Linked DNA regions of Mus musculus: all the other regions are linked to region 1. A link is a contact called in public HiChIP or PLAC-seq and promoter capture Hi-C data. All regions are on one chromosome and are shown on one strand. The core of a region is the stretch at or near the end of the contact, and the rest is flanking DNA. Distances in the headings are between cores, read along the strand shown. Region 1 holds the start of Polr2e (polymerase (RNA) II (DNA directed) polypeptide E). Region 2 holds the start of Dohh (deoxyhypusine hydroxylase/monooxygenase). Region 3 holds the start of 4930404N11Rik (RIKEN cDNA 4930404N11 gene). Region 4 holds the start of Cactin (cactin, spliceosome C complex subunit). Region 5 holds the start of Tjp3 (tight junction protein 3). Region 6 holds the start of Dapk3 (death-associated protein kinase 3).

Region 1 (5,164 bases), core at 1,683-4,182:
TATAGTTACTGCTTTCCGGCCCTGGCCTGTGCTTCAGCTGTCTGTGTCTCTCAGCGCCTGCCTCCCTGCGTAGGGCTGCTGGCCTTCAGAGGAGGAGCTCTATTATCCTGCCTGTTCATGTTTGTATTTGCTCTGCTGCTCTGAGGTGTCCACCAGAGAAGCCAGGAGAAAGTCTTTGTTTTCCAGCCAGCAAGGACCCCTGGGTATTCGGAATCCCAGTGTAGCACTGAGCCTTTCTCAGGAGGAGCTTTTATGCACAAAAGCCATGTTTTGGGTTGACACACTTCACTAGCAAAAAGTTTTTTTGTTTTTTGTTTTTTTTTTTTTGGAGACAGGGTTTCTCTGTGTAGCCCTGGCTGTCCTGGAACTCACTCTGTAGACCAGGCTGGCCTTGAACTCAGAAATCCACCTGCCTCTGCCTCCCAAGTGCTGGGATTAAAGGTGTGTGCCACCGCTGCCTGGCTAGAACTTTTTTTTTTTTAAAGATTTATTTCATGTATGTGGGAACACTGTTGCTATCTTCAGACACACCAGAAGAGAGCATCAGATTTCATTACGGATGGTTGTGAGCCACCATGTGGTTGCTGGGAATTGAACTCAGGACCTCTGGAAGAGCAGTCAGTGCTCTTAACCACTGAGCCATTTCTCCAGCCCTAGCAAGAACATGTATCCAGAGGCAGAACTACAGAGGTCAAAAAGCAAGGTTAGTATATTTAGAGACTTTCCCAGAGCTATGGGCTTTGATGACTAAGGCCTGTGTTTTTGTTTTTTGTTTTTTAAAGATTTATTTATTTATTAATTATATGTAAGTACACTGTAGCTGTCTTCAGACACTCCAGAAGAGGGCGTCAGATCTTGTTACAGATGGCTGTGAGCCACCATGTGGTTGCTGGGATTTGAACTCTGGACCTTCGGAAGAACAGTCGGGTGCTCTTACCCACTGAGCCATCTCACCAGTCCCCGGCCTATGTTTTTGTCTTGGCAGCTGGTGCTGTTTCAGCTGAGTTTTACAGTGTATGGCTCTTCCATCAGCCGTGCTAAGGTCTCGGGGCCTTCACACCGGGATCTAAGCATCTGCTCAGTTATTTGGTTGCTGCCCTCTGTGGATCCTAGGCCAGTGTGGTTGCTGTGGGGTCCCTGGTAGAGAGGCTTCTGCAGTCAGCTGGAGATGGGCTGGGGGACTGGCTGAGAGGGTCCCAGGAAAGGGGCCAGGGAGACCCCAGTCTCACCAGTCACAACAAGGGGCAGGATCCCAGGCACAGAGGAGGTGGGAGGAGGGGCTCCTACATGCAAGGGCTGGAGGACACCCTCAGTGACACTTATCCACATGGCCACTGGGAAGCTCCTAAGGTCCCAAGTACACATACTTAGGCTCTGACTGTTCACTACCACCAATAATGAGAGGGTCATGTCCCCCCTGAAAGTGGAAGTCAGGGGCTCCCCTGCTGGGGGTGGGGGGTGTTCAGCACAGCGCTCACAGAAATCTACCCACTTGGCCTCCAGAATCAAATGCATCGGCCACCACTCCCAGGCCCAGGCAATGCTCTCTTCTCCAAGAAACGTCTTTGCCCATGTCCCCTTCCTTTGCACACTCATGGCTTCTTTGGCCAACTGTAGCAGCCTAAGCCCCTTGGTCTACAGGGTAGATGGTGGGCTCAGTGTACTTGGCAAAAACTTGTCTTTCCCAGTTGGGATCAGCCTAAGTTCTCAGGCAGGAACTGGTGATGATCTGTAGATGAGCTGTCAGACGCACATCAGGACAGAATGGAGGCATCTGGACTTCCAAGGACAGACCTTGCCAGTCTTGGTGGCACACGCCTTTAATCCCAACACTGAGAGGCAGAGGCAGGCCATTCTCTGCGCTGTTGAGACCTGGTCTCTATACCAAATTTCAAGTCAGCACACTCCCCCAAAGAAAAGGAGAGGGCTGGTGAGATGGCTCAGTGGGTAAGAGCACCCGACTGCTTTTCTGAAGGTCCGAAGTTCAAATCCCAGCAACCACATGGTGGCTCATAACCACCCATAATGAGATCTGACTCCCTCTTCTGGAGTGTCTGAAGACAGCTACAGTGTACTTTCATGTAATAAATAAATAAATAAATAAATAAACAAATAAGAAAGAAAGAAAAGGAGAAAGGGGCGTTCCTGTGAACTCCCATTGTATAGTTGGAAGGGTTTAGCCCTGGAATCCCTTTCCCTAGGATTCATTTTCTCACCACCTTCTCAAACTTTTCACGAGTTAGCCCACCATATACACACTTGTTTGTTCATTGTGTGTATGCCCGCACATCGATTGTTTTCATTTTAGATTTTTAGTCGTTTAACTATGTTTATCTGTGTGTCTGCATGTGGGTATAGACCTGTAAGTGTGGCCCTTGGAGGCCAGAGGCATCAGACTCTCTGGAGCTGGAGTTACAAATGGCTGGGGGCCACCTCATGTGGGTGCTTGCATCCGATTTCTCATGTAAAGTGCAGATACACTAATAAAAACTTGTATAAAAAGGGAAATTGAGGCACATGAACCTGGCTGTTCATCACTGGTCTCTTGCTTTCTTTCGAGACAGGGTTTTCTCTGTAGACCTGGCTATAGAGCAGGCTGGCCTCGAACTCACAGATCTGCTTGCCGAGGACGGGGATTAAAGGCGTGGACTACAGCCCGGGAGACGCCTAAGGGAGGGAAATAAAACTGTTATCAGGTCAAGTATCGCGAGATCTTCCCGACGCGCGACACCGCCCCGGTGAAGGCTGGGGCTGCCCAACGCGCAGCCTGTCGTGGAAAGTAGGTTTATTCCGGCGTTCACCTTAGACAGCACGAACCTGGGCGGGGGCCTTCCCAGCCCTTGGCGCAGGCGCACTGCCGGGGGGCGGGGGGCATTTTGTGCGTCCGGCGCAGGCTCCGTGCTGGCAGCTCCACGAGCGCGCGTGCACAGTTGTTTGGGAAGCGCGACAGCATGGACGACGAGGAGGAGACCTACCGGCTGTGGAAGATCCGCAAGACGATCATGCAGGTGATCAAGCGTGAGGAGCTTTATGCGAGCGAGCGTTCAGTTGCGGACTAACTGCGGGTTGTCCGCCGAGGCCCGCCTCCCGCAGGGGCCAATCCTCCTGGATTGGAATGCATCCCCGTTTAAAGTGTGGAGCCCACCCACGCTGGCTTCAACTCTTAGAAATCCTACTGCTTCCACCTCCTAACTCTGCCTCAGGGGAAAAGGCCTGGGTGGGCTCCGTTTCGGGAGAGGGGGCTGCTGCGTGGTCACACTTGGTTTTATGCGAGCTAGGTAGCCGCCCACACGAAAGCTATCAACCATCTGTAACCCCAGTTCCAGGGGATCTGACGCCCTGTCCTGATCTCTGGGGACTCCAGACACACATAGGATGAAAAAACAGTATTTTTAAAAACAGAACAAGCCGGTATGATGGTACACGCCTTTAATCCCAGCACTCTGGAGGCAGAAGCAAGCGAATCTCTTTAAATTAGAAGTCAGCCTCATCTACATAGTGATTTCCAGAATAGACAAAGTCACGCAGAGAAACCCTGTCTTGAAAAAGAAAAAGGGAATAAAAGAAAAAATTCTTGGTTGTTTTGAGTTGAACACATGAGACACCATTATTAGATAAAGAGGTATGCATAGTTTTGACTTATGCTGTGTTGGTGGAGCCCAGGGCCACCTCATGCCTGTTCCTCAGCCCTGATCCTGGATGATGCTCTAGTCTCCCTCATCAGGAACACTCAAGACTGGGGACAGGAAGGTGCCTGTATTCAGAAGGTTGCCTACAGTTGCCAGGGGATTAATCCCAGCCTGCTCCACTGAGGTTGGGGGGAGGAGAGGCTTGGCCGGGCCGCTGTGGTCTGAGCCTATACAGAGTTTGGGTACTGCTGGATCAGTTCAGTGTTAGTCCCCAGCCTCGGCCATTCAGGGTCAGGTCTGCGAGCTAAGTGCTCAGGCTGACTGCCTCTTTGCCTCTTGTCTCTGCAGCTGTGTCATGACCGTGGCTACCTGGTGACCCAGGATGAACTGGACCAGACACTTGAGGAATTCAAGGCGCAGTTTGGGGACAAGCCCAGCGAAGGACGGCCAAGGCGCACAGACCTCACGGTGCTGGTGGCCCACAACGATGACCCCACAGACCAGATGTTTGTGTTCTTCCCAGGTGAGGCCCTTGGGCTGGCAGGAGTGGTCTCCTCCAGGCCCTGGCTCAGGTGCCAGTGAATGCATGTCCCACTCTGGCCTAACGCTGCCTGTAAGATTGTGGCAGCTGCCTGCTTTTGTCCCTGTCTCCCCTGGGAAGCCTCCCTTTTGCTGGTGTCGTTTTCATCCCATAAGCCCCAGAACCAGCTCTCAGCCCTCCACCCCCTGGCTCCTATATGCTGTATTCTATAGCTTCTGCCTGGGAGTCCCAGGGCCAGCTATGCCACCCCCACACCCCCTGTGTGCTGTATTCTACAGCTTCTGCCAGCAGCGCAGGTGTCTTGTGGGAGTGAAGGCTATTGGGGAGCCCAGGACCTCCCTGTGCAGCTACATTCAGTCTCCCCAGACAGCTTGCCTCTTTTAATACCTAATGCTTTGTGGCCCCGGGACCTGGTTTTTAGTGTGAGAATTGGGGGGTGCGGGGATGGGCATGGTAGCATATGCCTGTAAGCCCAGTGTTTGAGAGGCAGAGGCAGGCAGTCGAGGCCAGCCTGGTCTATACAATGACTTCCGGGACAACTATGGAGGGCATTGGTTCTCAGCCTTCCTGATGCTGGGACCCCTTAGTACACTTCACATTGTGACCTCCAACCATAAAATCTTCATTGCTAATTCATAACTAATTTTGCTACTATTATGAGTCATAATGTAAATATACCTGTGTTTATCCAGCAATTTGCAAACTAGGTGGCCTGGGTCTGCTCCTGCGCTCTGCCTGAGGAGACAAGGCTAGCCTCATGTAGACACAGGGTCCATCTCTTGGTCAGTCAGTTTCTCCTTGAGGCTGTCTAAGCTGACAGTACCATATCCCCCAAACCCCAGAGCTGCTGAGAGCCCCCACCCCCGTTCCAGGGGGGCCGCAGTTCCTGCATACCCTGCAGCTTCTGCAGTGATAGCTGAGCCCCCTGGCAGCCCCATCATGGCTGCCTTGATGTTCTAGTCTTCCCTTGCAAGCAGAGAAACTAAGACCACAG
Region 2 (5,164 bases), core at 1,236-3,735, 1.3 Mb before region 1:
TGCAATAATAGATGGACCTGCACAGTGCACCCTTACACACTGGAGTATTACTCAGCCATGAATAGGAGCAAGGCTCTGACAACACAGCATGGACCAACCTTTGGAACATGGTGCTCAGTGAGCCACAGACATCGAAGACTACACAATGCAGACTCCGTGACAGGAATGTACAGAACAGGGGGATCCAGGGGTAGAAAGTAGATTTGTGGGTACAGTATGAGCAAGGGGAAGGACCATATAGGTCATAGGTTTCGACAGTGAACAGACAAGGGTAGAATTCTCAAAGCTGGGGACCCAGAGCTGTGGGAGACCCTACAGGTGCCCCTCCCCCCATCTCGAGAGTTTCCTTTTCCAGGAGGTTGCCCTAGTAACCAGATGTGGCCTATAGAGCTTGTCCTGGCAGAGATGGGCCAGTCAGAGTCTCCTCACCTCAACCACTGGGTCCGTAGAATACTGCTTCAGGAGGCCTAGAACTTCCGGGTTACCAATCGCCCCCAGGGCTTCCCCTGAGGAGACAAATCAGTAGAGAGGAGCTTGCTTGATGCCCAACACCTGACTGGTCTCCCAGGTCACAGCTGGGCCAACAGCCTCTGAGCTGGTCAATCCGAATCCTTAACTCAAGAAGTTGGCCCGCCGGGTCTAAAGCCACCCACCCCAGCCAGTGCCCCTGGGTGGAGTGACAAGTCATCACTAGACTTTGGGCAGAGGGACAGCATTCCAAGTCCCTGAAGAACAGGTTGGCATAGGTCCCAACTCAGAAGCAAAATCTCTGCTGGGGAGACCACCCCCGTGCGCTGTCCATAGCCCTGTGCGGCACCCATCTGTGCCCCAGGGACAGAGCTGAACACAGCACTGGGCTGCCCTTCCTCACCTGCCTCATGACGCACCATGGGCTCCTGGCTCGTGTCCTGCAGCACATCCGCCAGCACAGGGATGGCCCGTGCGTCCCTCATCTGGCCCAGGCAGTAGGCCAGCTCGTGCTTCAGAAGAGCAGAGCTGTCCTCAAAGCCCCGGCTGATCCACGAGATAGCATCAGGGCCACCAAGCCCCCGAAGTGTAAACAGGGCCCGGAAGCGGGCCTGCAGGGGCTGCTTGGGGTCCACCAAGGTCTTCCCTATGGCCTCTATCTCTTGCTCCGTTACCATGGCAACGGCCTCCCCAGCACGTGATCTGCAAGGCCGGATTCTAGGCAGTAGAAACCTACGGTAGAAAAAGGAGAAGGGGAAATCTCAAGCTAGGGCACACACCTGCATATCTGCCATTCCAGCCCCGGGATGCTGAGGCAGGAGGACCCCTGAGCTCCAGGCCACAGAACTTTCTCCACATCCATCCAAGTGCTGGGATTAAAGGCATGCGCCACCACCACCTGGCCAGACTTTTTCAGGATAGCTTAGATGAGGGATCTAGAAACTGTCAGTTGCAAAATGGATCTCACCCCTGCCTCCCACACCACCTTACTGGAGGTTCTCATGTAGCCCTGTGGGATACACTTTATCCGTCCCCTCCTCCCTCCGGACTTCTCCCTGCTCCTGCCTTTGCACAACTTGTACCCTCTGCATGGCCCCATAGATGCAGGACAACACTCCCACACAGGTGTTTTCTTTCACGGATGAATTAACACGGAAACAGACATCGTCCAGTATAAGAGGACCGGCCCCTGTCAGCCATTAGACATACAGCAGATGCATACATAACAAACTGGACTAGCAGGCTGTGGCAAGCTGGAAGGCCTTCTGGGCTCTGATGTCACCCAGCGTCCCCGAGTTTAATGAGGCAGGTATGGCTGCCTCACCAGTGATGCCCATCAGCCTACAGTCACACCTTGAAAATGGAATTCATCAACACACATGAAGCAGGTCTACGGGAGCTGGCAGCAGCTGTGTGGCAGTGAGACCCACATCCCGATTTACCCCGAGCAACAACAGGGGAGACCAAGGATCTCGTGGGTCCAAGAGTGCCCATTCGAGGTATGGGGCCTCCCGCTTAATTCAAAAAGGCTCCAGGCTGGGCAGAGGCTGAAGCAGGAAGATAACCGGTCCCAGGAGATCCTGTTTCCAAATACTTAAGCTGAGAGGTCAAGCGCGGGCCGGCCTGCACGTGAGCCCCGCATAGGCGGCCAACCTGTCAGCTAAGCACGGGGTAGGAGGAGGCCATTCGTAGCCACACAGTGGGTTGGAGGCTAGCCTGGGCTACATGATATCCTGTGTGACGTCAAATACTGAAGGAAAAGGGTCCAATTCCCCGTAGGACCCCCTCAAGGGAAATCCCAGCGCTCCCGGGAGCAGCGAGTACCTCAAAGCGGAAGTCCCCCGAAGGGGGGGCACTTCTGGCACTGCTCACCGTGTTTTCGTCTACAGGGACTCGTCAATAAGCTCCGTATACTCGGGACAGATGGAGAGAGTCGCTGCGACAGCTCCAAGAACAGGTCCGCGGACGCATCTCGCGCGACGTCCTCTGGACGCCGCCATCTTGATGGCCACGTGACCATGCTGGGCGGAACCATCGTCGCGACTAGGGGTGACCACACCCGGAACGATGCGGCAGCGACGCCCCAGGACTGTCCTAAGAGCCGGAGAAGCAACTTCCGGTCTTCCTCCGGAAGAAGAGTTTCCGACCGTCTCTCCCATAGAGAAAAGAAAATGGTTTGATCCCATTCACAGCACAACCGGGCCGGCCGTGCATAGCGCATGCGCAGTGTATAGTGGGCGTGGCTATGTTCTACAGGGCGCGGCCAATGGTCTCTGGGACCAAAACAGAGGAAAAGAAATGGGAGATAAAATAGGCGTTACGAGCAATCTCAGCAGTGAGGGCACTTGCAGTCAATTTGAGAATGAGTTCGATTCTGGGGATCAACAGGATATACGGCAGTGACATGACCATAAAGTCGAAGTTTAAATTTTTAAATATGCCGGGCGTTGGTGGCGCACGCCTTTAATCCCAGCACTCAGGAGGCAGAGGCAGGTGGATTTCTGAGTTCGAGGCCAGCCTGGTCTACAGAGTGAGTTCCAGGACAGCCAGGGCTACACAGAGAAACCCTGTCTCGGGGAGAAAAAAAAAAAAAAAGCCGGGCGTGGTGGCGCACACCTTTAATCCCAGCACTCGGGAGGCAGAGGCAGGCGGATTTTTGAGTTCAAGGCCAGCCTGGTCTACAAAGTGAGCTCCAGGACAGCCAGGACTATACAGAGAAACCCTGTCTCGAAAAAACAAAACAAATGTATATATGTGTGTGTGTGTAAATGTCATGAAGTTCATTACTTTTTTGGTTTAAAGATTTATTTATTTATTTTTAAAGATGTACTTATAATATATAAGTACACCGGTTGTGAGTCACCATGTGGTTGCTGGGAATTGAACTCAGAACCTCTGGAAGAGCAGTCGGTACTCTTAACCACTGATCTCTCCAGCCTCCTCATTACTTTTTTTTTTTTTTTTTTTTTTGAGACAGGGTTTCTCTGTATAGCCCTGGCTGTCCTGCAACTCACTTTGTAGACCAGGCTGGCCTCAAACTCAGAAATCCGCCTGCCTCTGCCTCTCGAGTGCTGGGATTAAAGGCCTGTGCCACCACGCCTGGCTTCCTCATTACTTTTTTAATGATTTATGTACATTGGTGTTTTGCCTGGATGTGTGTCTATGTTAGGGCGACAGATCCTCTGGAACTGGAGTCAGAGTTGTGAGTCACCATGTGGGTGCTGAGAACTGAACCTGGGTCCTCCGGAAGAGCAGTCAGTACACTCAACCACCAAGCATGTCTCCAGCCTCCATGAAGTCCGTTATTACATAATTATGTAAATTTAATTTATGGTAATAACAATTTTTAAAGTAAAAATAAAATTAAGACAAAAATACACTATTTTTCAGAATGCTACCAGGAAGCCTGTTATTATATGGGCTTGTATGATGCATGGATATAAATGTGGAAAATGCAAATGTCAGTACATACGCTAAAAATACACAATTTACATGCCAAAAATTCAAAGTAAAATGAATATTAGACTGGGAATGAATGTTTAAAACATTTTATAACTGAGCTTACATCTTTAAATCCCAGCACTCAGAAGGCAGAGGCAGGTGGAGCTCTGTGAGTTTGAGGCCAGATCTACACAGCAAGTTCCATCCAGCGCTACATAGTGAACACCTGCCTTAAAATACAAGAGAAAAATCACGTCTGCTCTGTGATGCGGCTCTTTGCTAAGCAGTCCTCCATGGGCAAGCAACATGGGAGGAAACCCACAATGGAGCTGACACGGTTGGGCCCAGAGTCACTTTTTGATTTCTTGGTTGGATTTCCTCTCTAGATGTTTGTTTTTGTGACCAGCATCTTGCTCTGCAGCCCAGGGCTGGCCTCCAACATGGGACACTGCCTCCTGAGTTCTGGGACCACAGACCACAACTGTTCATGTACATCCTGTGGGCTCTGAAAGTGCCTTCCCCAGGTGAGGTAGCGTGTGTGGAGGCCGGGTGGAGTGAGAGACCAGGTCTCAAAACATAAGAATGATTGAGGAAGACACTTCCATCTGTGCACGTTCATATGCACAGAAAAAAAAACATAAACACATGGCCGCAGATAAGGGACCGCACTGTCACCCTGGCCAGCTTGCCATAGGACACAGCTTTGATGTTTACACGAAGCTTCAGGAAAGGCTGTGGTTGCTGTAACAGATCACAGGATCCGGTGATATCAGGTGTGATCCAGCCCCCATACCAGCCAGTGGGAAGGGATAGGCCCAAGAGTGCAGGAAGCAGATATGAATTCAGAGCTTGGCATGCTGCCAAGGCTGCCCTGGGAGGAGCTGAGAGCAGAAAATGCCACCCAGGACCCAGCATCCATGACTTTCCCTCAGCAGCTATGGTTGGTCAGCCAGCAGTGGCTAGTGTGTGGCCCCATCACTCCTGTCTCTGTCAGTACAAGACTGGGTTTTATTAGCCTGGCAGTGGAAGCATCGCCTTTAATCCCAGCACTCTGGAGGCAGAGGCAGGTGGATCTCTAAATTTGAGGCCAGCCTGGCCTACAAAGTGAATCCAGGACAGCCAGGCCTAAAAACAGTAAACTCGGTCTTGAAAACAAAATAAACAAAATGGGGGGTTGTTATTGAAATGAACCCTATGTCTCTTCTAGCCTCAGTGCCTGAGCTGTGGGACCACAAGCCTTTGTCACTGAAACTGG
Region 3 (5,164 bases), core at 1,171-3,670, 1.3 Mb before region 1:
CCAGGTGAGCACACATGGCTACTCACAGAACCAGATCCTCGTGTGGAAGTACCCGTCCCTTACGCAGGTGGCCAAGCTCACTGGCCACTCATATCGTGTCCTCTACCTGGTGAGTGTTGGCCACTGTCGCTGTCAGCATCCTGGGGCTCCATGTGGCAGGCTTGCCTGTGGCTTGCTGGGAGGGTGTTCATCACCTCAGCCTTCCTGCACTAACAAACTGGTGTGTCACCACCAGTGTGTCACCAACCTAGGATTTGGGAAGTGGGGCGAGTCCTGTCTACCAGACCTCACTCACAGGGCATAGGCTCTCCATACAAGTTTCAGTGTCCCCTGGCTGCTGGTACACTTGGATATGACCTGCCAAGTGTGGGAACAGAGGGATCAGCCCAAGCACCGCAGGCCTTGTGCGCCCTAGCCCAGAATCCATGTCCCCTGGCTTTTGTCTGGGTCCCAGAAGCTACCTGTTGCAGCTGGGAAATAGCCAGGTCCTTCTGCCCCTTCTATAGGCCATGTCCCCTGATGGGGAGGCCATAGTCACCGGAGCTGGAGATGAGACCCTGAGGTTCTGGAATGTCTTCAGCAAAACACGCTCTACAAAGGTAACATGGCAGGGTGGTGGGCAAGCCTGCTGTTGTGTCCCTGGGCTCTCACAGCCCTGGCACACAGTCACCTGCATCCCCTGTTCCCAGGAATCTGTGTCTGTGCTCAACCTCTTCACCCGGATCCGATAGACCCCGCAGGCGGGATGTGAAGCCCACAGGCAGAGATGGAGCAGCCAGCATGCATAGGCCTTGCTGTGCCCGCCTTCCCCAGAAGCATCTGGCGGGCGGGAGCCGGAGACCCCAGAGTCTCATTAAATGCCTCATTGTGAGCTGTGGAGCCAGTGTCTGGGACGGGGACATGGGGACCCTCAGCCAGATGGACACTTGCCACCTGTTACCACTGCCCAAGCCATATTGGACACAGCTGAGCAGGAGGCTGAGATCCCATGAAATCCCCAAACCCAGTGTCACCTGGGGACCTGAGCCGTTGTGCCCCTCTCTGCTGCCACTCCAAACCAGAAGACCCTGGGAGGCACTGGCAGGGACCTGGGCCTCTCACCCTGTGACACTCTTAACTGCGTTGACTCTGATTGCATTGCCACCCTTTGTCTGTGTGTGCGCCTTCTGTAACCCCTCCCCGTGGGTGTCAGCTCACCCTGTCCCTAGCCAGCTGCCTTGTCTGCCTCTTCCTGGCTGCCTCTAAGCTTCCTGGGCCTCCCTGTCTTCATACCCCATCTCCACTGCCCCTTGCCTGGGGATTCCCAGTGTGGTGGCTGTGGCCTATGGTGTGTGCACGTGTGTATATATGTATTTGTGACACCTTGGGGTCGGTCTCCTGTGTTTTGTTGCCTTGCCCCAAAACTGCTGATGGCTGGAGAAGCCCCTGGGACACAGTCACTATGGGGTTGGCTGCCTGCAGGCCTGTGGGAGTCATAGCCTTGTGAGCTAAGTGGGTTCTGCACTTAACAGGAGTTTAAGGTTCAGGGCCACCTGCTGCTGTTGACATCTGTACCCAAAAGCAAAATGCCTTTAGATGTGCACTAGTGTCACAGGCCCTTGTGACCTCCTGTTGGTGGAAATCCTGCTGGGCGTGTTCCATATGCAGGGGTAGGTGCAGCCTGCCTTCTGATTCCTGGCTGACCTTCTTGGTGTGTGTGGTTCAGAAGGCACCTGCCCTGGACAGAGCAGCCAGCTGTGACTGTGAAGGCCATGAATGGGAAGGGCTGGTATACAGGTCAGGGTGCAGGTGAGTCAGAGAGTAAGGACCAAAGCCTACAGAGCCAGAACTGCAAGCAGGGAGGGCCTGTGGCTTGGGCTCCCACCCCACAGCAGTGTCCTGGGTAAGTTGGCCAGGACCCTGACTGGAGCAAGCTTAGCATGTTGGTGACCAGAGAGGGGGAGGTGATGTCTGGTGAGAAAACAGGAACCCAAGTGGAGCGCCGCCTATACAGACTGTAAAGGGTTGACTGAGCTATGAGATTGGTTGTTGCTGTTTATTGTCATGAGATACACAGGATGCACTAGCAGAATGAGCAGGCCCTGGGCTCTGCATGTTCAGCGATGCCACCAGTGATCCCAGAGCATTCTCCCCAACCCAAGACTTAGGTATCCACTTCCTTCTGTGGATCTCTAGATCATGGCCCATACTTTGTGGCCTTTGTCACTGTGCCCTTACTTGGATGTGTCTTGAGGACAGAGATGGGGTGGAGACCCACGCTCTAGAGGGCATGACCTCCCGCTGTGGGGCAGGGAGGGGGGAGGGAACACTTTGGGTCCCAGCCCCGCACCAGGAAGTAAGCTGAGGTCTTAGACTGTGGCTGCCCGCTTCCCTGTTGCTGGGATACCTTTGTCCCTGTCAACAATGGCCCCAGGGCCTTGGTGACTAGAGCCTCTGGGCAGGCAGGGCCAGACATGGAAAACGTGAGGCGGGAGGCTACTCGGCCCTCTGTTCCCTCAGGCACCCTTGAACTCTACTTCCCCGACCATCTCTACCGGTGGGTTCCTGCCCTTGGTCCCTTTCTTCACCCAGACCCCAGATCCCCTACCCCTACCAGCAGCTCAGGTGGCTGGGATGGAGGTATGCAAGGGTTGTAAGTTAGGCATTTGCACACACCCACTCCCAAGCAGACAGGTGCTGCCACTCATACTCCCAAGCAGAGGGGTCTATTGATTCTCCTGTCTACAGGTGCTGCAGTGGCAGCCATGTGCCTGAATGCCCTCCCTTTTTAGATTCTTGTGTGTATCCCGAGCTGTTCATAAGCCCACAGAGATCCTCCTGCCTTGGCACACTTAGTGTCGCCACCCACACCTAGCAGAAAAGTCCCATTTCATAGGTCTGCTCACACTTGGGCCTTCCATGGTGCTGATGACAGGCCACCTCACGTGGGTCCCTTGCAAGCCCCACTCCTGCAGCCTGCATGGCCTCCCATGCATGCACCATCTGTGGGGAGTTACAGGCTAGGCACACCCTTGGTCCCTCCTTCCCCCAACAGCCATAAGTGGCTCAAGGCTGAGGCAGGATTGCTGCCAGGTCAACACTGACAACTGCCTCAAACAGGGCCATTCTCGGCTACAAGATATAGACTGCAGGTGGGAAAGTGCACAGAGGAGATGGGTAGAAGGGGATGACTCTCACCCAGCACCTTGGCAAAGAGTTGGGACAGGAAAGCTGGCTGGGACCAGCAGGACGCCCTGGCTCAGTCCCCACCCTCCCTCAGCAATGACTACGTGTCCCTGGAGGGGCCCCGTTGGGCGCCGGCCATCAAACAAGCCGTGCGCTGGAAATTCACGCCCATGGGACGGGATGCGGCCGGCCAGGTGTGGTTCACCGGCCTGACCAACTCAGAACCTGGTGATGCCTGGTACAAGCTGCCCCGTGCTCTTGACACTCCGTACCGCGAGGCCCACACGCGTTGGCACGGCTGCTTTCAGAGTCGCCAGCGTGGCCTGCCGCCCGGTGAGTATCCCACCTCCGGTCGTGCACACCCGTGGGTCTCAAACTGACACCCTCCCTTCCGTGCCTCCCCGCAGCCTACACACAGCACTTGCGGGAGATGGCCTTCTGGGACCCCGCGATAACCGCGCAGTATCTCAACTCAGGCCCGCGCTGGGGGTGCATGCAGTGGAGGGACAGGCAAATCCGTGGCAAGGAGTTCGGTGAGCTGAGGGGATGCGGACAGGAGGGGGCCGGGGGTAGTACTGCACGTGGGTCACTCCACTCTCGGAGGCAGAGATAGGGGGATTTTTGGTCCCGGAGGCAGCCTGGGCTAGCTAGTGTCAAAAGAAAACAATATTAAAAAAAAAAAAAAACGAAAAAATAAGGAGGGCTAGGCCAGCAATGGGCAGAGGTGCGGGAGCGCAGGATGGGCGTGGCCTGGTGGGCTCGGTCAGCATAAGGATTTGGGAGCCCCCCCCCCACCCCCGGCCCCGCAGCTGCAGAGCTCGTCCGGTCCTGTCCGCAGTGGTCACCAGGAACCAGTTCGGGGCAAAGCTGCCCTGGCGGTCCGACTATGTGCCGCTCCTGTCGCTGCCACAGCGGCCGCGCTTCACCGCGCAGGACTTCAGACAGCGGGGCCTGCAGCGGCCCTGCCCGGCCATCGGCCAGCCTCCTCCGGCTTTCACACCCGCGCTCTGATAAAGCCGTGCTACCGACCCGTGTGTCCGTGTCCCCGTAAGCCAGGTGATCTCTCCCACGTGCAGCCCGGGCATGTGTCCCCTACAGCCTCCCGGTAGGCTGGTGCATCCCTGTCAAAAGTGGGGCGAGGCACAACGGGCCCCTAGGGCTCACTCAGCAAGCTTGGCCGGGTACACCCACCCGCAGGCCGTGCCCTCTGATCCTGAGCAGGTTGGGGAGGGGGCAGGGTGTCTGCCTGGTCCTTCATAACGTCGCCCTGGGGAGCCAGAGGTCAAGGCCGGTCTCGCGGGTCCCCTGTAATAAGGAGTGGAGTGGCGTTGGGAAGGGCGGGTCCCAGGTTGCACCCCGCCCCCACCCAAGTCCTAGTAATGGAGACCCACGGTTGCGAATGCGGATGGGCCAGATGAGGAGGCTGCAGAGAGCCAGAGCCGCGGCCACACCCACGCCGCCTGTCACTGCTGTCATCACCCAGTGGTAGAAGCTGATGCAGGCCCCACAGCACAGCTCAGAGCTAGGGAACAGAGGGTGAATGAAGGACAGGAGAGAAAGGTCCAGCTGCTGGTCCCTGGGGAGTGCCGCAGTGTCTCCTGAAACTGCCTCTGTGGTTTCCATTTCAAGTTCCAGGGGACCCTAGACACATACCCCCAAATATGCACATTTGCATGCGCTTGCTCACAGTCCCCTGCAGCCCACAGCCCTGCCCTTGGTCTCTTGGCTCCTGCACGGTCTCCTCAGTCCTGCCCAAGGACCTTTGCTTGGGCCCTGCAGCGACACAGAGGTTCTGGCACACGGGCTAGGTTCTCAGGGAGCCTCCCAGCCTTCTGTCAAACTCCTAGACCCCACGCTCAACCCCACCTCTGCTTAGCAGTTACCGACAGGACTGCCATTGTCCTGGGCCAGCACAGGTGGCTGGGTGGCTCAGGAACAAATACTGTGAGGTTCCGAGTGGCTCTGTGTGCCCTCAGTGTTTGCTGAATAAACGAACTGC
Region 4 (5,164 bases), core at 1,666-4,165, 1.3 Mb before region 1:
CTTGCCAGAGGCCTCCAGCTTGCGGAGCTTGGCAATCTCATCCTCTGTGATGGTCGTCATGTCCCGCCAGAAGTCCACATTCTTGCCCTGCTCTAGTTCCATGTACACCTGTGGGGCAGGGCTGTGAGCGGTGGGGCCTGAAGGAGGGGTGTGGGGAGGAGGGCTGAGGCAATATAGGGCAGGGTAGGGCAGGGCAGAGCCAGGTACAGCTACCCAGACCGAAGTATGTGCAGCACCTGGATGTCTTCTAGTAGGTCCTCCATGTCCGCCACAGTGAGGCCGTTGAGGAAGGTGTAGGGCTCGTGCATCTCCACCGCCAGGTCGTCATCCTCTGCGCTGATGTACTTGGCCAGGAGGTCGATGGGCTTAGCTCGCCCATCTCGGATTCGGATCTTGGAGCTGCAGGAGGAAATAGGGTGGCAGGGTCAGGGCCAGAGTTCCGCTGGCACAGCTGACCCTCAGCCCCAACCAGCCAAACAGGTTCAGACTGATAGGAGTGTCAGATGGCCCTGTGAGCCTGGCCCTCCCCAAGGTGGGACAATAGGGTTGAGCTGGGGTCCTCAATACATCTGACCAGGTCTGTGCTCAGGTTCCTTCAGTGAGGCGGAGATACTCTGGACAATGGATCCCATATCCCCATCACTGTCTTAACGGGACTCCCCGGGGATTTGTCTCATGAGTTCACACGCCACGCCTGGCAGAGATTGGCATGAGATTGTAGTTTCCAATAGAAGGCCAGGGAGGAGCGCACCGAAGCTTGGCCTGCCGCAAGTGGAAGCTGTCCTCTTGCTCCTCCCACGTCTTAAAGTGTTCTGCCTCCTTCTCCCGCTGCAGCAACTCCAGCTCCTGCTCCCTCATGGCTTTCTCCCGTTCCCGCTCTAGCCGCAGCTGTTTGACCTGGACAGCAACACAGGGAGCCACCATGGTGAGAGGCGTGTGTCCAGGCACATCCAGCCTCCAGAAGAGGATGTGAGCTCCCATGCAAGTGTGCGTGCGTGCGAGGCCGGCCTACCTTTTGCAGCTCCAGACGGTTGTCTTCCTGGATCCTCTTGTTGCGCTCCTTCAGCTCCTTCTCCTCCAGGTGGCTGATGCCCTTCTTCTCCAAGGCCTTGTTCCAGATGAAGGTGCCGAGCAGGTTGTTGTCTCCAAAGGGGTTGTCGGTGTTGGTGTAGCCCATGTACTCCTCACCCCAGCCCATCTTCTCCCGCTTCTTGCGTTCCTTAGCTTCCTTCTTGGCCAGTCGCCGCGCACGCTTCTCCTCAGGCGTCTCGAAGGCCTTGAGCAGCTCTTCTTGCTGCTTCCGCTCCTCACGAAGCCGCAGCCGTTCCTGCAGGCTCTGCTGCTGGCTCAGGGCCAGGGTAGCTGTCCCGGGACTCCGGGAGCGTCTTGGGGAGTCCAAGCTAGACGCTGATGACCCCGGGGACCACGAGCGCCTGTGACCCTTACGGGCCCAGGAGCCCTGAGCCCGCTCCTCACCCGAGTCAGAGCATGAGGACTGGTTCTGTGAGTGCCATCGGGGTGGTCGAAGGCTCTGGCTTCGCCTCCTAGACTTCTGCCGCTGCTCTCCTTCCGAATCTGACCTGTGGGAAGGACACATCAAGACCTGTTCAATGCTGGCTGCTGCTGGGCACCATCCTAGGTGCTGAGGTACTTGCCTAGAATTCTAGCCTCACCGGCCTGTAAATCACATTGCTCCCCACATGAGCTAGGCTGTCCTTCATAGTAGAGCTACACAAGTCCCAGGGCCATAACAGACAATACAGCAAGAGAAATGAAGGTTAAAAGTGAGGGAGTAGTTCTTTTTTATGTAGTTTTTATTTTCTTTTAATTTTTGATTTTTTTCGAGACAGGGCTGGCTTCTCTGTGTAGCCCTGGCTGTCCTGGAACTCAGAGACCCTCCTGTCTCTGCTTTCTGAGTGCTTGTTTTATTTTAAATATGACATCTACAATGCTATCAGGTGGGAACTCCCTCTACAGCCAGGCTGGTTCTTATCTGTCTCCTAAGTGTTGGGGTTACTGGTGTGTACAGTGCCGTCAAGTCCTGCTGAGATGACAGGTAGAAGGGATGAGAAATGACAGACGAGAGGCCCAATAGATGGACTCTCTGACAGCCCAGGAACCACGAAAGAGGAATACCACCAGGTAGTATTTTGAGGACATGAGTTCGAATCCCCAGTACCCACAGTAAAAGATAGATGTGGCTGTTCGGGCTTGTATCTCCAGTGCTGTATGAACGGTGTCCTGATTAGGCTTTGGTCAACTTGTTAGAAGTACTGCCAGTTGAGAAGAAGGGCTGTCAACTGAGCAGAATTAACTATGAGGAAATGCAAAAAACCTTAACTGTGAGGCAATGGCTTGTAATCCCGAGCATTCCAGAGGCTGACGCAGGAGGCCAGCCCGGGACAAGACAATGTCTATGAATGCAGAGGTGGCGAGTGGAGTCATTCGGTCCCCTATGCTCATGGCCCGCGGTCCCCGGAAGTCTCCTTTGCCCCGGCGCAGCCCGGCATCTCGGATACTGCCCCGCCTGTCCCTCGGCTCCCAGGCCCGAGCAGCCCCCAGGACGCTCACCTGCGCCCTCGGCTGCGCCGCTTGCGTTCGCGCCGCCGCTCGTGTTCCCGTCGCCTTCGGCTGCTCCGCCCATGGCTCCGGCTCCGGCTCCGGCTCCGACTCCGACTCCGACTCCGACTCCGACTCCGGCTGCGGCTCCGGCCCCGGCTTCGACTCCGCTGCTTCCGACCCCTGCGACCCACAGACCGTGAGCGCGAGCGAGAGTCCCGACCCATTTGGCGGCCCGCGCCGCGCATGCGCGCGCGTAAACAACCAGGAAGCTTGGCGCCGGGGGCTTTCCTTTGGCGCGGCGCTCTAAGGACTGTCCAAAGTGCGCCTGATCACAGGGAATGACTTACTCCCTCTAACCGGGACTCCAGGGACAACATAACCCGAGATTTCTCCGGAGTTCTCAAGCTGGGAACACATAGTAGATTCCTAACGGGACGCCGTTAGAACTAGCGGATTGACGCTCCATTCATGCAGTGAAGGAGACTGACCTAGGTGGGCCCTCCCTCGCGCCCTAGGTGACCGGCGAGTAGCGTGCTTAGGGAGGCGGAGCTACGAGGCGGTTGTTCCAGGGCGGAAGAGGCGCCTAGTGGGCGGAGCCTGCACTTGCATGGGCAGTGCCCTAGGGGCGGAGCCTAGTAGAGGAGCTTATGGGGAAAGAATAGGGCTGGGTTAGGCGGGGCTTACGGAGATCGACAACTGTAGATCGGGAGACCCGGCCGGGGACCTGCGCTGGGCGTGGCCTGAGAAGGAACGCAAGAATGGCGGTTACGGGAGCCGGGGTGGGCGGGGTCTGGTAAACTAGATTGACAGGCGTAGACCAATGGGCGGAGGAGTGCATATCAGGATTTGAGAGGGTGGAAGAGGGGCTGATTGAGGCAAGATTGACATCTGTAACTACGAACTGTGAATGGGTACGGGCAGGATATGTAGTCGAGAGTGGCCGACTGAGGAGTGGGAGGAAGTAGAGCGGCGGTGGGCGGGACCTTGGGGGCGAGATGGACACATTGGATCTGAGGGCGGGGCCAATGAACCCAGAAACTGCGCTTAGGGGTCTTGCTGGGCTTGGAAAAGGACGTCAAAGGGGCGTGGCTAGAGTGGGCGGAACTTAAACCTGCAGGGCCCGGTGTACTTCTAAAAATTGAAACCCGGAGACCCAAGCGCTCGCGGGAGTCCTCGGTTTCTAGGGTAGCCTTGTAGCAACCGGTTCCGAGCTAATAAAACAACAGGACATGAACAGACAGTCTCTGGCTGACTCCAGGACGAGTCTGAGTACTACTACGCCCGCCAGCTTGCGTACTGCGCTCAACTTGTGGCTAATCTATGGATAGGGAAGTTTAGGCTTGGAGAAAGGAAGTCATCTGCGAATTGGGATTCATCATGTGGGATCCAGGGAGGGTTTAGAGCGGGGGAGACAAAACACGTGGTGCCCACCCTTCGCCTGCTCTCCCATCGCACGCACGCATAAGTCACCGGAGAGGAGCTGTTTCTTATTAGAGATTTATTACAGATCTCAAAAAGAGGGGCTGTGACAGGTGGGGCGGGGACCTGGACTGCATACATTTGCCGGCTGCGCTGGAGGGACAGGCCCCTCTGGTTGGTGCCAAGAGGACACTGTGCTTGGATTGTCAAACACCAGACCACATAGGCTGAGGACGAGGGATCCCAAGTCCTGATGAGTAAGACACACGAGGTTTGTAGTTTACAGAATGGATTCAACAATAAAAACAGGATTGGGGGGAGGATGTGCGATGCGATTTTTAACCACCGGAGAGTGGAGCTAGGGGTGAGAGACAAGGGGCTGCAGACAGTACCGTGCCAAGGGACCCCACGGGGAGGGCATATTGCACTGAGGTTGATGTGGGGCTGGACAGGGGACTTGCTGGGATGGCTTGAGGAGAACAGAAGTGGGCCGGAGAGGGCACCTCTTCAGCCTTGGAGGAGCCCCCAGGCCTTACAGTACAGTTCACACACCGTCCACGGTGGGGCAATAGTGGCCGTTGGAGAGAACAGGATGGGGACACGATGGGGAGTCACAAAGATATTTACAGATTCTCTTTTGAGAGGGTCTCATGTAGCCCAGGCTGGCCTCCAACTGGTTACAGCCAAGGATGACCTTGCATGCCTGCTTTCTGCCTCTACTTCCCAAGTCAGGGACGGCAGCTGTGTGCCACCCCATCTGGTTTCTGCGGTGCTGGGATGGAACTCAGGGCTTACGCAGCTGGGTGAGCTCTGCCCACTGAGTGGTAGGGCCAGCCCTGGGAGTTTTATCTTTTGGTCTCATTTCGCTCTGTAGCCCAGGCTAGCCTGGAATTTGCCACAACCCTCTTGCTTTAACTTTCCAAGTGCTGGGATGACAGGTGTGATATTATACCTGCCTGGTCTGTGCAAGGCCCAACCCAAGTTGCCTTTGCAGCCCCTGAATTAACTCCTGCAGCAGCTTACCAGTGTGTTCACTGTGCATCCCAAAACAGGAAGGGGACTGAGGTCCAGGGACAGACATCTGTCCATCTCTCCTTCGGTTGCCCCACCCCCGCACGGGTCCTGTCCCTGGCCATGCCTTTTCTGGCCATGATGATTGTGTCATGCTCCTCACTGCCTCCAT
Region 5 (5,164 bases), core at 1,015-3,514, 1.3 Mb before region 1:
TCCCTCTATCTCCAAACCGGAGGACCGCTTCACTGCTACCGCATGCATCTAAAAGAGGCTCGCTGCATGCACACGCTGCCAGGATAAAGAGCCGCACCCACGCCCGCCTGCAGCTCCACCGTGTCACCCAAGGACCCTAAAATGGGCCGAGCGCTGCAAGCCCCGCATCCCCGGGTGGGGCGGTGCAGCCTCCCCGGCCGGAACGCTGATGCCCCCTCCCCCGCACACGCAATGGGAGAGCGCGTGAACCCCCGTGCCGCGCTTGAGAATGGATCAGCCCGGCAGGCCGCACCGCAGCGCGAAGCAGGCGGTCGAGACCACGCGCCACGGCGGGGGAGAGGGGCGAGCCCATCGCAACGACCAGGGGGATCGCATTACCTGCCGCCGCCCCACTCTCCGCAGACCAGGCCGCTTCCGCCGTCACGGCCCCCGCTTCGGCGCTCTCCGCCTCGTCCGGCACCTCTAGCTCCATGGCCGAACGCTCCGGCGGCGGCGGCGGGCCCGAGGATGCACCCGAGCTCGGCCGCCGCCGCTGAACAACAAGCGCCGCCTGCACTACAGGGCGGAGGGAGGGGGCGGGGCCCGGGCGGAGCCTGGCGTCGACGCGAAGCTCCTAACCAATTGGATATAAGGACTGGGCTTAGGGCGGCACACACTCAAGGGAGTTGCGAGCGCCCTCCGGCGTCCGGTGCAGGAAGAAACGTGTTCACGTGCGGTATGGGGGCGGAAGGCGGGGCCTCAGCAAAGTGAGGAACCTGACCAATTAGGTAGCAGGGGTGGAGCTAAAGTGAAGTACGACTCACCAGCGCCTCCAAGCGTCCATAGAGGGATGAACAGACCAGCTCAAACAAACCAGAGCGTCTGCAGGGGACCGAGATGGGGCGTGGTCTAGAGTCTACTACAGCCAATCGGATATCAAGGGGCAGAGCCTAGACATGAGGCTCAGGGGCACCCTAGGCGGACACTACACGGAGGCAGAGGCAAGCTAATCTAAGACTAGCCTGGTCTACATAGCAAGTTCCAGCCTAGCCAGGGCTACATAGGTGGGACCCTATCTTTGAAAAAACAAAACCCCAAAACTAAAACCAACAAAAAACCCACAACTGGGCAGTGGTGGCACACAGCTTTAATCCCAGCACTCTGGAGGCAGAGGCAGGTGCATCTCCAAGTTTGAGGCCAGCCTAGTCTACGAGATCCAAGAACTCAGAAATCCTCCTGCCTCTGCCTCCCCAGTGCTGGGTCTGAGTTATCCTCAGCTATATATTGATTTAAAGAGACCAACCTGGGCTATAGGAGTGTGGGCGTTAAAGAAATTTATTACATATATTAGAAGTGTATTTTACTACTGTCATTTTATCGCTTTACAACATAAGTTATCAATAAAAATAAGCATATGTCATATTGCAAAATAATAAGATGTATGTAATATATATTGTTTGTTGTGTTTTTGAGACAGACACTCCAGTCTGAGCTTCCTCCTTGCTAGGACAGGCGTGGACCATCCGTTAAGACAATTGCATCAGAAAGAGCGCTTTGGTGTGTGGTGTGGACAGAACTTGACTTAAGCCTGGGCTTCCAAAGTGTGGTCACTGGAGCCCAGTAACAGCACCTTCTGAAAGCGGGTTAGAAGCCTGAATCTGAAGTCTTCTTGCCGCAGGAACTAAGATGGGGTCACCAACTCCTCCAGCGATATGGACACCTGATAAAAGCTGAGATCTCTTTGGGCATCACAGGAAGGAACTAGGTCAGGAGTGCTCGAATTAAGAGGAAGCAAAGTTCAAAAAAAAAAAAAAAACCAAAAAACCAAAAATAAAGTCTGAAACTGGAAAGTCACAAGGGGTCAGGTGTACAGACAGGGAAGTCAATGCCAATAGAGTAGATAATGATCTTGGGTGTGGCTAAAAGGTGTGGTATGGCCTACAATTCCCCAGTGAGGGGGCTGGGGACGTAGTCAGGGGTGGAGTTCCCGCCTAGAATCCCATAGTAATGAGCTGGGCTGTGGCTCCATGAGAGTTTTGATTATTCCAGTGTCCCCCCTTGTGATGAAAGCTGGAAGCTTGACAGCGGGTAAGTTGCAGCGCGAGGCACAGCCCATTCATCCCGTAGGATGCTCAGTGTTTTGTGAGCACCTACTCTGTGGTGTAGATGCTGTGGGGTGCAGGGCTAGCTAGGCCTCTCTGGGTACTCAGGGGTTAAGGCCTGTCTGGCCACGTGAGAGCACCTTGCGACTGAGCCACAAACCCTCCCACCTGCAGGCCGGCCTCTCTTGCACTCACAATTGCGCACAACCTGCACAGTCCTGCCGGTTCCACCCGGCAAAGGGACTCGCCCACCGTTCCTTCCACTCCGCTTTCGCTGAGCAAACAGGTTGCCCGGCCCGAGCAGCCAGCTCGGGTCTCCTCCCTGCCACCCATGCCTGACAGCTATCCAGGACCCAGCTTCCACCTCCCACCCTGCGTCCATTCACTCAGCCTTCCAGACCGGTAAGTCTCCAGCTGAGCTCATCCCAAGGGCTTTATGCATCCAAGTGATCCCATGTCAGGCTCCCGGGACCCCCAAGTTTGCTCTGGATGCCCCCCATGGGAGCCGGAAGCTGGCATCCTGTGGGGACATCTGACACAGTTTCAGAAAGTTCCAGCGGGTGCAGTTTCTGCCCTGGCACAGCGCCCAGCACGCTGCAGCCCAGCCTTCAAAGGGTCTTTGTGAGCGCAGGTGGTGGCTAGGGAGGCTGGTCCCTGATCCCCTAGCAGGAAGGATCTTGGTTCCCATGGGAGGCTGGCCTGCAGTTTTGGGAGATGGCAGAGGAAGTTGGGGTACTCCTGAACTAACTCTTGAGTTTTTCTGGAACTCTCCCTGAGGGTCACCCCATATATCCAAGGCATGAATGTGCCACCTGTCCTAGGTTATACATTGTGGGGACAGGAGAGGACAGGAGCTCTGTCAGCTCCCCAAAGCACGTCTGTCAGCTGAGAATTGCACGACGAGGGTAGAACGGATGGACAGATGCCTAATGGGATTGACAGAGGAGTTGGGAGGGGCACAGGAACCTTCTGTGTCATTTGCCCCAAAACAAAGAAAAACAATTCCTTCAGGAAGGTGTGTCCAGCCACCAACATCACCACCATCCCCCCCCCCCCAGGTTATCTTATTCTCCGGGAAGGATCAGCACACAGGGGGACCTGGCCTTGGGAGTTCTGGTATTGGCTGCTGCACTAGCCCAGCCTCAGTTTTTCATTTTGCACCAAGGAGAAGCTAATGCTATAGTGGCAGGCGCTGGGGCGCTGGGGGCCCTTGTTCCCAGCTCAGTTCCCAGTTATTTGGCACAAAATGAAGTGAAGCCCAAACAGGAGTAACTGCTCCCGGAGGCTGCACAGTAGAGTAAGACTGTCGCACAGGGGGCCTTAGAGCTAACCCCCAAGAAACCTCCCTGGGGCGACATCTTAGAAAAATCCCTGTCTGGCCTGGCACTTCCGTGTGGCACCGATGCTGGGGAAAGTCCACGATGAGAATTTAGGCTCGGTTCTTCCTCCTGGGCCGGGCCGCGTGCCAGAGAGGCAGTGTTTGCTCAGGGTAGAACCCAACACCCTTCGTGGCTGAGGTCAGTGGGACACTTGGCTATGGGGACGGGCTGCCTAACAAAGACGTGTGTATTTCTTGAGCATTTACTGTATGTCACGTATATTGGGAACAAGGCTCAGACATTCATAATTTTATCTTTTCAGCTTTTGGAGACAGGATCTCACATAGCCTAGGCTGGTGTCTGTGTCCATAAGTAGCTAAGGATAACCTTGGACTCTTGATCTTCCCTCCTTACCTCGGAGGCTGGGATGACAGGTGTGCCCCATCATGTGTGGTTTGTTCTACCTTAGGAAGAGAAGACGGGAGCACTGGGGGTGAACTGACGTCTGGGGTGACAGGCCTGGGTAGAAGGTTAAGGCTCAGGCAAGTGTGCTCAGAATGGAGGGAGCCCGGAGCCCGGGACAGGCAGCTGAGCTGCCAAGGTGGGTGGGAGCCATGGAGAGCTGAGCAGTGGGAGAGGGCTCAGTGTTCGTGTGCGCCCTCTGGTGGCTGATAAGGGGGTGACTGTCAGGAAGGATCAGGTGGAGGGGCTGTGCTGAGATGAAGGTTCAGGGGCAGGGGCCAGAGGTCAGTGGTAAGGCAGGAAGGTTGGCAGACCATCAGGACACACAGAGGAAACCCTGCCCAAAAGTTATATTACTGAAAGGGCGCTCAAGAGCTATGAAATGTCAACCACACGCTCATGGAGCCCCCGCCTCAGGGGTCTTTTCACCCTGCTGTACCCCTGAACCATACATACCATTATTTGGGATAAGATTTGACAAATAGTCAGCACTCTATAAATGAACAAATATCCCCTGGAGGGTACATGAGGTTCTTGACACTGTGGAAGACACAGAGGTGTGGTTGTACAGACAGCTGCAGACTGGGTGACAACTACCCACCCCCACCCCAGGTCTACATAGTAAGTTCTGGGCCAACCTGGTCTACATAGTGAGTTTTGGATCAGCCTGGTCTACATAGTGACGACACCACCACCACCACCACCACCAAACAACAACAACACCAAAACCAACAACAACAGAAAGCTATGAGAAAGACCTCAGGAGCAGTTTGAAGACTTTTGGTGGGGGTGGGCTAGGGAACCCTGTAGCCCTAGGACACCAGATGCCACTTCTGGGTCCCACGTGTCCCCTATTGGCTGAAGCTGGTATTGCAGCCCCAAATGCTGGAGATAGGGGCTGTGGAAGCCTTTCAGAGTCAAATTGGGCGCTGAGGTTTACAGGGAAACTGAGGCGAGGAGTCTCACAGTAGTCATGGTTGGCGTACCCCCCTGGTGTCCCAGATGCGAGTTTCCTCAGACTCTCCCTGTATTTTACTTTGTGCATTGTGGTGATGAGTATGGCTCCTCAGCTCAGCGGCCTGGCTCCTCTAGAACTGATAGCAATCCTCCTGCCCCAGCCCTCCCTTCACGCGCGCAGGGAGAGCAGGTGCGTGCCACCAGTCCTAGCTATTTACAAAGTCTAAATTCTTTTTATTAGCAGTGCATGTGATGCACTCACACGAATGCGCAAGCACCGTGGAAACGGGGTCGGTTTCCCGTTGCTTCTCTCCGCCATGGTGATCGGTTCAGTAAACTCTCCCT
Region 6 (5,164 bases), core at 1,969-4,468, 1.1 Mb before region 1:
ACCACGCCCGGCTACTTGCAAACTTTATATGCCCCAGTACAGGGGAACGCCAGGGCCAAAAAGGGGGAGTGGGTGGGTAGGGGAGTGGGGGTGGGTGGGTATGGGGGACTTTTGGTATAGCATTGGAAATGTAAATGAGCTAAATACCTAATAAAAAATGGAAAAAAAAATTAACAAGGGCTGGAGAAATTGCTCCTGACTTAGGAGCACTGACTGCTCTTCTGGAGGTCCTGAGTTCAAATCCCAGCAACCACATGGTAGCTCACAACCATTTGCGATGTGATCGAATGCTGTCTTCTGATGTGTCTGAAGACAGCTACAGTGTACTTACATATATAATAAGTAAATAAATCTTAAAAAAAAAAACAAATAGCCCGGCAGTGGTGGCGCACGCCTTTGATCCCAGCACTTGGGAGGCAGAGGCGGGAGAGGTGGCTGAGTGGTTACAAGCACTGACTGCCCTTGTTGGTTCACAGCCATCTGTATTGAGAGCTGGAGCCCTCTTCTGGCACGCAAGCATCCATGCAGCAGAACACTGTATTCATAATAAGTCAAAATAGAAATTAAAAAAATAAAAACAGAGATCCAGGCAGCAAGTGTACAGAGTGGCAGGCCTGGGGCCTGGGTCCACCTACCCCAACACCATAAACACTTTATGTAAATTACACAGGGTGCCATGCATGGGTTATGCACAAATACATCCTCATTTGCTAGATGAGCATCAATGCCTGTGAGGAGCTCAGGATCCTGGACCCACCCTCAGAGTGTTGACTACGTAAGGGCTAAATTGTCCATACTTACCTGTCAGGGTGAGTTGGTGTGTGGTATGTGAGAAGGCCTCTGTGTTTCTTTCTGTGTTTTTACAAGTTTTGCTCACAGAGACCAGTGGGAGTGTCAGACTCCTGGAGCTGGAGTCACAGGTGGTTGTGAGCCTCCATGTGGTTGCTGGGAATCGAACCTAGGACTTCTGCAAGAGCAGCTGGTGCTGTAATCACTGAGCCGCCTCTCCAGTGTCCCATCTTATGTTTCAGTCTGAGTCTCACATCCCTGGCACGAGATGTCCCTACTTCCCTAGCAGTAGGCTCATAGATGTGACCAGCACATGACAGGAACATCGCTGAAGCCCTACTGGGATGGCAGCCGGGAGGTTCTCAGGGGTGGGGGCTGGGGTGGGGAACTCCAGAAGGAAGTGGTTCAGGGTCCCTAGGCAGGAAAACTCCTCCTCAGCCTGCCTAGTACTGGGAAGGTTATTTACATTCCATGGGGATGACATCATAGGGCGGGCCTTGATGCCCCCAGAAGGCTGGCCCAGAACTCACCAAATAAGGTCTGAAGCCCCTTAGAAAGAGGAAGGGCCTGGCATGAGGAGGTGGGAGGGGGAAGAGGGAGGGGGCTCCAAAGCACGGACAGGCATGAGAGCTAGCCTAGAAAGAGAATCTGGCTTTCTCAAGAAACACCAAACAGAAAACGGTGTCCTGAACCATCCCGGCACTGGGGAGACACCAGTATAAAAGCATCCATGTACAGAACTCAAGAAAGGCAGACCCAGCAAGTCGTAAAACAGCCTGTGCAGTGTGGTGGGACATCACCCAGGGCTGCCAAGGACTCCCTGAGCTCAGTCCCTGGAACTGGCTCGCATGGGAGAGGAGAGCACAGACTCCAGGAAGCTGTGCTGTGACTAAGACACATATGCACACAAAATATAGTAATTACATAAAAGAAGTTCAAGGCCAATCTGGGGGACATGAGAGCCTGCCTTTAAAAAACCAAAATCAAAATCAGCCAAGGCCAGGGTGGTGGTGCAATCCTTTAGCTCCAGCACTTGGGAAGCAGAGGCAGGAGGATCTCTGTGATGAGCAAGTTCCAGACCAGCCAGGAGTACATAGTAAGACTCTGTCTCATGGGGGAAAAGAAGAAACCGAGCTGAGAACAATCCCATAGCAGACAATGCTCCGAGGCACTGTCCCCGGCTCAGGGGCAGCAGCTACAGGTCTCTGTGTCTCTCTCCACAGAGGACACGAGAGAAAAGGAACTCAGGTTCCCTGTCATCTGGGAACCTGAAGTCTGGCGTGGTACCACCAGAAAACTCTGTGGCCACTGCTTCAAGACACTGAGGAGAGGAAGGGCACCCACCTCCCACGCCACTCACCTGCCAAGCTCCTCTCCCATCTCATAATGGTCCTCAACATCCTCTTGCCTGAATGTGGACATGGCGGCTGGCCTTCTGAAGGATTCTGGGGACACAGGAGCTGGAGGGACAGAGGAAACAGGAAATGTTTATCACGGATCCGACTTCTCCCAAGAGGCTTCCCCAGCATATGTGACACACAATGCCCCTGCCCCAGATTTTCTTTGGTCATCTACAGCCTCTACCCACAATTTGGTCATGGTAGAGCAAACCTGACACCCCACACTGGGGAGCGGAGGGCTGCACGGCTACGAGTTCAAGAGCATACTCAAATACTTGGTGAGTTACAAGCCAGCCTGAGTTCCATGAGACCAGCTCAAGTGACTGGAGAGATGGCTGAGACGGTAAGAGTGGGTGCTGTACTTGCACAGTCTCCAAGTTCAGTTTCCAGTGCTCACTAGTATCTCTAACTCCCAGGCCTGATGACCTCTAACGCTCTCTTCAGGAACCTCAGGTACCTGCGGGCACTGTGACACCCCTCTCAGAAACAAGCATAGATATAACTAAAAGAAGCGGAACAACATCTCTCAAGCAGTATATATATATATATATATATATATATATATATATATATGTACAAAACTATAAAACACAATACAGTGTCAGGTGCCCTTTACCCTAGCACTCAAGAGGCTGAGGCTGGAGGATTAAACAGAGTTCCAAGTCAGCGTGGGGTTCTCTACTCGAAACACTTCCATAGCGTCCGGCTCTTGAAATTCCTACCTAGCTTCCTCACCTGTCAATCATGCCCACCAGCACCCCGGAACTCAGGGGTGTCGCCGGAAACCTGACACATGCGCAGCAGTGTTGCTATTCCTAGAGGTCCACCCCTCGAGATTGGAGAAAGCCATGCCCCTCGCGGGTTCCCTCCCCTCGCTCCCGCCCTCGTCGCGTGTCCCTTGGGTCCCAACACAACGTCCCGGACCCGGCCCATTCGTACCGTCCTCAGCCATCGAGTCCCCGCCCGGTGCCAGCGAGGCCCCCGCGAGAACCTCCGGTACAAATCCTGAGACGGCATCTACGCATGCGCTGACAGCGCAGGGGCACACCTCCGCAAAACCCGAAAACCAGCGCTCATTGGACTACGACTTTAACCGGAAATTGAATGCACACGCTCATTGGTTAGCATCTGACCTCTCAGCGGAAGCGGACGTTGACTAGTGACGTCATCACCCAAGGCTAGGCGAGAGTCCAGTGCTCATTGGCCAGCCTGACAGATTCACAGGAAGGCTCGACACCGCCCTTGTGGAGCACATCATTATTGGGCTCCTGGCTGATGATTGGCTAACGCGAGAGGCTGAAAGCCAATAACCTGGAGCCGGGTATGCGCAGACCAAACCCCTGATGTGCAGGTCTATGGAGTGATTCAAGTTTGTGGAATGGACTGAGGCAGTACTGTGAACTCACAATAAAACCCATTCTGTCGCACGGGGTGCAGTGTGTGTGTTATGTGTGAATCACCGCAGGCCACCTAAGGGTAGCCAGATACCCTGAAAACCAGGAAAGCGTGCGCTGTACAAAACAGAGTTGCGAGCACATGTGGATCAACCACTGTAGTTTATTACTCCAATGATTCATTCCCACAGCCGGGCTGCAAGTCTAAGGCAGGCTGCCTGCCTTCCTGGAGGCACTTACCCCACCTCCCCCTCTGGGGGAACTCCACTTGGCCATGGACCCCAAAAACCTCTGAATGCATTTATTTAGACTTTTGGACATCTGCGCGTTTCCCTCTGAAAATGTTAAGAGCCGTGTCCCGCCCACCCCACAGCCTGCCAGTCCAGCCTGCAGAGAGATTCCCGCTATCTTGTAATTCCGAAATAAATAGAATTGGTAGCAAGTGAGTGCTGAGTGATGTCAGGGTGGCCCCAGCAGCCTCTAGAGGAGCACTGTGGGACAGTCTCAAGGTGTCTTCTGATGGGTGGGCACTGTGCAGCATGTGGCAGTATCAGGCTGCCTACAGTTTGTCCAGGAAGTTGTCCAGCGCTGGGATGCCCTCTTTCAGGCCCTTGCGCTTGCGCGTCTCAGCTACCACTTGGCTGGGGCGGCTGCTGTTGTCAAAAGGATCCCCAGGCAGGATCTGCCAGTGGTCAAACACGCACTGGGGGAAGGCCTGGCCGCCGGTGTTGGATCGCAGATCAGCGGTGAAGCCTAGACAGAAGACAGGAGACTCAGGTGACTTCCCTGGGGGGGTGGGGTGGGGGGGGGACATGCTTAGCTGTCTTGCCACCCCTCCCAGGAGGGATTCCTGGGTCCTTTGTTTTGGTTTCTCTGTGTAGTTTGTAGCTCTGTCTTTCCTGGCACCCTTAAGCAAGCTGGCCGTGATGACAGAAATCTGCTTCTGTTCTGCACCCCGCAGCTATATTACACAGGCCTTGCAGGTTATCTGCAAACCCCAGGGACCAGACACTCACCAAAGGACTCATTGACAGGCAGGTATGCCTTGACCACAAACATGGGGGTACCAGCCACCTGGGACTCCTCAAACACATGGCCACGCTTCCTGTTCAGGACACCGTAGATGCCACCCACCACTTGCTCAGGACACTTCGAGGAAAAAGAGAGAACATGGTGAGCAGTGGGCAGAGGCAGGAGGATAGACAGACACCACCTAAGATACACAAGTTACCTGGATCTCCACCAGATAGATAGGCTCCATGAGGCGGGGCTGTGCGGTCAGCACACTGGCATACAGGCAGCGGCGTGCTGTGGGGATGATCTGGCCACCTCCCCGGTGAATGGCATCAGCATGCAGGGTCACATCATGAACATCAAACCGCACACCACGCATGTTTTCCTCACAGAGAGCGCCCTGTGAAGAGCTGGAAGTTAGACACCAGCAGCCCCTCAGAACACAGGGTCACCAATGCTGAGTCACTTACCTCCTTAGTAGCCCACTGGAAGCCAGCCACCACACTGTCCTTGATCTCATTCAGGTACTGCACACCCTTGGTGATGTCGGTGAGAATGTTGGGGCCA

What was found. Promoter capture Hi-C pulls out the DNA fragments that hold promoters and counts their contacts. HiChIP or PLAC-seq counts read pairs in DNA pulled down with a chosen protein or histone mark.
Region 2: a promoter capture Hi-C map of liver shows a contact between it and region 1, with 4 times the contacts expected there. The contact joins the promoter of Dohh here to the promoter of Polr2e in region 1. A contact is called at or near these places in 1 of 39 promoter capture datasets (liver), 1 of 484 Hi-C or Micro-C datasets (B cells) and 1 of 115 datasets of contacts at active chromatin or transcription factors (microglia).
Region 3: a contact with region 1 is called in a promoter capture Hi-C map of pre-B cells. The contact joins the promoter of 4930404N11Rik here to the promoter of Polr2e in region 1. A contact is called at or near these places in 4 of 39 promoter capture datasets (hippocampal neurons, liver, neutrophils and 1 more) and 4 of 115 datasets of contacts at active chromatin or transcription factors (bone marrow-derived dendritic cells, bone marrow-derived macrophages, fibro-adipogenic progenitors and 1 more).
Region 4: a contact with region 1 is called in a promoter capture Hi-C map of liver, with 6 times the contacts expected there. The contact joins the promoter of Cactin here to the promoter of Polr2e in region 1. A contact is called at or near these places in 2 of 39 promoter capture datasets (cranial neural crest and liver) and 2 of 115 datasets of contacts at active chromatin or transcription factors (astrocytes and memory CD8 T cells).
Region 5: a promoter capture Hi-C map of liver shows a contact between it and region 1, with 5 times the contacts expected there. The contact joins the promoter of Tjp3 here to the promoter of Polr2e in region 1. A contact is called at or near these places in 3 of 39 promoter capture datasets (cranial neural crest, frontonasal cranial neural crest and liver), 3 of 115 datasets of contacts at active chromatin or transcription factors (astrocytes, bone marrow-derived macrophages and pancreatic cancer cells) and 1 of 9 other capture datasets (liver).
Region 6: a FOXA1 HiChIP or PLAC-seq map of pancreatic cancer cells shows a contact between it and region 1. The contact joins the promoter of Dapk3 here to the promoter of Polr2e in region 1. A contact is called at or near these places in 1 of 39 promoter capture datasets (cranial neural crest), 2 of 484 Hi-C or Micro-C datasets (CD4 T cells and CD8 T cells), 3 of 115 datasets of contacts at active chromatin or transcription factors (astrocytes, memory CD8 T cells and pancreatic cancer cells) and 1 of 9 other capture datasets (liver).

What each region holds. Positions count from the first base shown.
Region 1 is chr10:80,037,427-80,042,590 of GRCm38.p6, reverse strand. Polr2e (polymerase (RNA) II (DNA directed) polypeptide E) reads left to right here and starts at 2,932. Exons shown (of 7, transcript NM_025554.2): 1 at 2,932-3,008; 2 at 3,978-4,152. The coding sequence starts at 2,952.
Region 2 is chr10:81,381,755-81,386,918 of GRCm38.p6, reverse strand. It overlaps Dohh (deoxyhypusine hydroxylase/monooxygenase), which reads right to left and starts at 2,485. Exons shown (of 5, transcript NM_133964.3): 1 at 2,341-2,485; 2 at 872-1,200; 3 at 430-506. The coding sequence starts at 1,145. It overlaps Gm48551 (predicted gene, 48551), which reads right to left and starts at 2,485. Exons shown (of 6, transcript NR_168929.1): 1 at 2,341-2,485; 2 at 872-1,200; 3 at 430-506. It overlaps Mir6913 (microRNA 6913), which reads right to left and starts at 572; the gene lies at 507-572.
Region 3 is chr10:81,363,076-81,368,239 of GRCm38.p6, reverse strand. It overlaps 4930404N11Rik (RIKEN cDNA 4930404N11 gene), which reads left to right and starts at 2,420. Exons shown (of 4, transcript NM_001014836.3): 1 at 2,420-2,536; 2 at 3,260-3,498; 3 at 3,573-3,698; 4 at 4,004-4,216. The coding sequence starts at 2,454. The coding sequence ends at 4,176. It overlaps Mfsd12 (major facilitator superfamily domain containing 12), which reads right to left. Exons shown (of 10, transcript NM_028657.4): 9 at 4,557-4,687; 10 at 2,015-4,470. The coding sequence ends at 4,448. Fzr1 (fizzy and cell division cycle 20 related 1) reads left to right here. Exons shown (of 14, transcript NM_019757.1): 12 at 5-109; 13 at 507-599; 14 at 690-1,361. The coding sequence ends at 731.
Region 4 is chr10:81,318,854-81,324,017 of GRCm38.p6, reverse strand. It overlaps Cactin (cactin, spliceosome C complex subunit), which reads right to left and starts at 2,915. Exons shown (of 9, transcript NM_027381.2): 1 at 2,572-2,915; 2 at 1,013-1,580; 3 at 752-897; 4 at 237-399; 5 at 1-108. The coding sequence starts at 2,807. It overlaps Pip5k1c (phosphatidylinositol-4-phosphate 5-kinase, type 1 gamma), which reads right to left. Exons shown (of 18, transcript NM_008844.3): 18 at 4,044-5,164.
Region 5 is chr10:81,288,367-81,293,530 of GRCm38.p6, reverse strand. Tjp3 (tight junction protein 3) reads left to right here and starts at 2,264. Exons shown (of 21, transcript NM_013769.3): 1 at 2,264-2,483. Pip5k1c (phosphatidylinositol-4-phosphate 5-kinase, type 1 gamma) reads right to left here and starts at 568. Exons shown (of 18, transcript NM_008844.3): 1 at 379-568. The coding sequence starts at 472.
Region 6 is chr10:81,181,061-81,186,224 of GRCm38.p6, reverse strand. It overlaps Dapk3 (death-associated protein kinase 3), which reads right to left and starts at 3,218. Exons shown (of 9, transcript NM_001190474.1): 1 at 3,129-3,218; 2 at 2,150-2,249. The coding sequence starts at 3,141. It overlaps Eef2 (eukaryotic translation elongation factor 2), which reads right to left. Exons shown (of 14, transcript NM_007907.2): 11 at 5,068-5,164; 12 at 4,815-4,997; 13 at 4,600-4,732; 14 at 3,716-4,336. The coding sequence ends at 4,143.